Regions from separate parts of the Arachis hypogaea genome. Here region 1 is linked to region 2. A link is a contact called in public Hi-C data. All regions are on one chromosome and are shown on one strand. The core of a region is the stretch at or near the end of the contact, and the rest is flanking DNA. Distances in the headings are between cores, read along the strand shown.

Region 1 (2,700 bases), core at 136-2,635, 37 kb before region 2:
CTTAAACTTGTAAATTTGGTTTAGGAAGTAATTAGTTAGTCAGCTGAATTAGGTTCTAGCATAAATACGTTTAGTCAAATTTTCAACATTATCTATTTATTTGACAAAGACATTATATATAAGGGCTATTTTTTTTTAAAAAAAAGAGAAAAATTCAATTATTGCACAATAGAATTTTTAAATAGAAATAAGATATATCATCTATAATAGTGTGACAATTATTAGTTACATACTTACATAGTTACATTATTTATATATTTTAAATATTATTTTAATAATATAACAAAAATATATTTAAAAAATATATATTTAAATAACTTATCTTATCTGATAAATAGATCACAATATAAAGAACTTTCAAAAAGAAAATAATAATATTTTAGATAAAAAATAATTGTACGTGAACCTCTACCTACATAAAAATATATTATCGTAGAAACTGACACCATCACAATGAGTCACGAATCAGAGTGAGAAACCGAGGAAAGAAGAAGCAAAGACGAGCTTGCATGTCGAATCACGGAAAAGCAAACAATAGAGAGAGAGAAAGAGATTGATGAATTGTTATCAATGAACTATAATAAAGATGAAAATTTGAGGTGAGGTTAGTAGTTAAAAATTATTAAATAATTTGATTAATTTAACTAAAAAAATTTTATGGTAAAAATGTAGGTGTAGTCGAGTAAAGTTGATAATCGAGAGTTATTAAATAATTTGATTGATTTGACTAAATTTTTATTAAACGATTTTTAATTATTAATCGATTGTATTTAAATTTCCACCAATTTTTATTTAATAATTCTCAATTATTAACTTACACGTGAAATTATCTGTATCAGAGTTTTCACCCTACAGTATAACATTAACGTTACACATGCAGCAGCATCACAATTGAATGACTAATAGATCACAAACGAAAAAACAGCGGGGAAAAAAGAATAAAGAAATTAATAGAAGGATGATAGAAAGATAACCTTGGAGGAAGAATTAGAATAAGGAGAAATAACGGGTGGAATAAGCAGCGATTTCCTGATGAAACTGGGGAAGCATAGAGCTCTTCGAATCATGGTGGTAGGTAGTTTAGATTAATATGGTAGGAAGGGTAATTAGCAGAAGGATGAAGCTCAGGATCTGTGAAGTGAAAAAAGATAAGCTCTGATCAATGCCTTCGCATATGGCAATTGTAACACGGAACCATGCGTTCCAATATTTATACAACGCGACCCAACTTTGGTGGTGGATTTTTGTTCGCTCTTTTGGAACAACGCACGCATATGGAAAGTGTGTGTAGTTTAATTTAAATTTAAATATTTAATATATATATATATATATATATTGGAGAAATTATGGGAAAATGGATAGGAAGGAGTTGGCAGTAGTAGTACACGTCCAAAATGCCCCCATGACCAATATGCCTATAATATATCCACGTCAGTCCATATCCGCTTTGCTCGTAGTTACCTGGTGAATGCGAATTGGCGTGATCATTTTTGTTATTATTGGAAGCTTTAGAGGACAGTTTTAAATTTAATTTTATTGGTTATAAATGTTGAAATAAGTTAATTTCAATAATCTAAATTATTTATATTAAATAATTAAAAATATATCATAATGCAGAAGTGTATTTTTATTTATAAAAGTTAGAAATTGATAAAAGAATTTTGATTTTTTAGTTTTTTCGATTTTTTTCAACTAAAGCCTTCTGAATCTTAGGCGATTAAATTGTGATTTTTTTGATGGGAAAGAACGACAAATATGATTTTGATATATTGAAAACCGAAAACCTATAGCATAACACCAAATCCTAAAACTCAAATAAAATAGTATCTAAAGTATCAAAGATAATATATCTAAAATTTAAAAGATAATATTTAATTTTATTCTCATTTAATTTCAAAATCAAAAGTAATAATGACTTATTCAATTTAATATTTAAAACAATAAATAAAATCACTATTATATAAATTATTTAATTTAAAATAACATAATTTATAATTATAATTAATATATATATATTACTCACAAACAAATTAAAAAATTAAAATTATTTTCTAACAATAGATTTAAAACCTTTTTGGTGTAAATTTAATTTGTACTTCAACTTCAAACTCTTATTATGTAAATTCTTTAAATACTTATATTTGACATTATCTTGTAACTAATAACACACGTCAAAATTTTCATCTTCTCTATTTTTCTATATAATATAATCGAGCCTCTAGTCTAATAAGCAATACTTAATCCCTTTTTCCATAACCATTACAACTGGCTTATCTTCCTTTTTTTTCACTTATCATGGATTTCAATCCTTCCTCGTCACTATCCATCAAATTTTGGTCTACTTTTATATAAAAATATATATAACACGTGTTTAAGAAGACGTTTCTTGTAATTCCAAAAAGAATGGTCAGCTTGGTCAAAGTCAAGTATATGATATTATTAGAAAAAAATTATATCAACTTTAACAGTATCATCGATACTTTATTTTAGTCTTATTTTATTTTAAATTTTATAAGATATTACATAAATATTTATAAAATTATATATTATAAAAAATAATTTTACACTTAAGATAAAAATTATAAATCTAATATTTAATCTTATTTTAATTTATTAATAATATTATAATATTTATTTAATAAATTTAATAAATATACAAATAATTGTATTATATTAATTTTTTTCAATAATACAATATCT
Region 2 (2,700 bases), core at 201-2,700:
GGTGCTTAATATCTTTTCATCCTCGTTTCTCACCTCTTTGCAGTGGCGGCCTTTATTGTGTTGCCATTTCTTGTGAAATTTATAAGAAAATGGAGAAAAATAAATAATTTTTCCATCTAAAATAATTCAACTCAGAAACATTTCCAACAAAAAGTATGAAAAGTATTCTGATCCAAACACGTCTTATCTAAAAGAAGTATATGACCCTGTTTTTTTATTCATTATAAATAAATAATTTTATTAATAACTATAGTAGCTAGAATTTCGATTTAATTCTTAAAATATTTCGATATTACGATTTTAAATGAGTCAATCAATTTTACGAAATTTTTACTAGGTCTAACGATTTTACGAGTTAAATCTTGTTAAAATTTTACGTTTTATATACTTAATTTACTTTTTTTATTTCACGTAACCTTGTCGATAACACATTTAATTCCAAAAATAGACTATGACTAATAAGAATTTTTTTAGTGAATATTTAAATTATAGTATTTAAAAAGATTAAATTAAATATTTTGATTCCCAAAATTTTTTTATTTAAAAATATTCTAAAATTTATTAGCATTAGTAGTCATACAAATTAATTATTCTATCATCGCTTTTAATAAAATTTTTAGTATGTATGTTTTTTTTTCTCAAAGTTAGGAGTGAGACTCGAATCCACGATCTCTAGATGAGTATAAAAAGATTATATTACTTGAGTTATAACACATTGGTTAGTATGTATGTTAAATAAGTAAATTTTTAATAAATTTACATATAAGATTATTCCATCTCAAAATTTTTAAAATAATATATTTTTAAAAAATTAAAATATTCAATTTCAATTTTTTAATGATCAATTTTTATATTTTTTATTTAACTATAAAAGAATTAACTTTATTATAGTACAATGACAAATGAGATAGTCTAATCTGATTCCGATTGAATTCTAGGAATGATAGGTTCTGTTTGGTTAGTGTATTTAAAATACATAAACACAGACACAAAAATATGTTTGACAGATAAGACATGGATATATATATTATATATAAAAATATTAAATTAGTGTATTTTATACTTTTCTCATAGAAATACTGACGAAAGACACGAATAAATCCAAACAACATTATAATAAAAATGAATATATATAACAAAAGATGATTGCTAATAACAATAATAAATGTGACGATGCAAAAAAAGAAAAAAATAATAAAAAATATAAAATTTTATATTTTACAAATTATATTTCAATTTTAATTAAAAAAGATACTAAAAATATATTTTATGTATATTTGTGTATCACTATATACATAGAAAATTTATGTCTAAATAAACAGTCCATAAACATATACCATGGTGTCCATGTATTTTGTGGACATAAAGACCAACCAAACGCACGCAAGTGACGGTGGAAATGCACTTACTTACACGCACATCAATGAATGAAGAAAGACACATGGAACACCCGTCCTCTCTTCACTCTTGATAGTGACATTTCCCGTTGTTAGCTTTTTCCTTTCTTTCACAACAACTACAAAAACTAACAAATTAATGCACTTCCAGCTTCTTCTAAATGCACCCACTTGTCTAAAATTGTTTGGTGCCACCAAATTACTATTAACGAATAGAAAAGTATAGGATCAGCAATTTTATTAAATTCTGGCTAGCATGTAACCAGCAAAGAAGAGTGAGCCGTTGGATGAAATCTCAAACGAATCTCACACCATTAAAATCGTCATTAATGACTACTTGATGGCTACAAATCACAAAAATTGATGTCTCTCTAACACTCCTCTTAACAAATCCTCCGTTAAACTCATAAAATAAAACGGCTAATTTTTTTTGTATGAAAAAAATATTAGAATTTTTGTTAAAAATGAAAATATTTGATGTAATTACAGATGGGTGAATTTTTTTTGTGGAAAATCAACACGTGGGGGCGTGACACGTGAGACGCGTGGTGAATACGTGGCAGCATTCTAGCCAACACGTGGGGACGTGTTGAACACGTGGCAGTATCTTAGCCAACACGTGAAAAACGTGGTGCAACACATAGGGGCATGTTGAATAATTTTCACAACACTATAATATACTTTAAATATCAATATTCAATTAAAACACCACTTCTCTTTTTATATTAAAAATAATTTTTGAAATAAAACCGGTATAATTTAGCATCACTTTTCGCTCCTATTCACTTGACGATCCACATACCTACCATCAACTTCCAAACGAAACTGACACAGACACACGTGAACGGCTGAGACCAAATTTAAATGTGCTATTCAACGGCATCGTAGTTGTTGGGTTGTGAATGGTATATGCCACATCGCTACTCTACTGTTCCCACTCCATTTTAGTTTATTACGGAAACCATCCAACTATTGAACTATACAAATATAAACTAGAACCAATAAACCATGTCTACATCTCTAACCATAAAGAAACACTATTTAGGAATGTGATATATAAATGTACACGAGATTGAATTTAGGCAAAATTTTTTATTTGTAGTGAAACGATCTATGAAGCACGGATATTTTGTTAAATTATCGTGTTCGTGTGTTAGACATTTTTCAGACACGACACTCACCGATACTCATTTGACACGCGTGTTTGCGGTATCCATCTATGTCTTAATGAAAAATAAAAAATTATTCTCTAGACACGTTTAGACATATCTAAATACCATCACATGTCAGCGTGTCCAATCTT

Evidence for each region. Hi-C and Micro-C count contacts between places; a contact is called where the count stands out from the background.
Region 1: a contact with region 2 is called in a Hi-C map of an unstated tissue, with 4 times the contacts expected there. The contact joins the promoter of LOC112706394 here to the enhancer-like site in region 2. A contact is called at or near these places in 2 of 8 Hi-C or Micro-C datasets (leaf and an unstated tissue).

Annotation. Positions count from the first base shown.
Region 1 is chr8:17,380,677-17,383,376 of arahy.Tifrunner.gnm2.J5K5, reverse strand. It overlaps LOC112706394 (branched-chain-amino-acid aminotransferase 2, chloroplastic), which reads right to left and starts at 1,385. Exons shown (of 9, transcript XM_025757689.3): 1 at 975-1,385. The coding sequence starts at 1,067.
Region 2 is chr8:17,343,316-17,346,015 of arahy.Tifrunner.gnm2.J5K5, reverse strand. No RefSeq gene overlaps it. Among protein-coding and RNA genes, the nearest start is that of LOC112706392, 14 kb to the right of the region's middle. Within about 2 kb of position 1,450, at least 3 of the 3 cell types and tissues checked have open chromatin away from gene starts, as enhancers often do.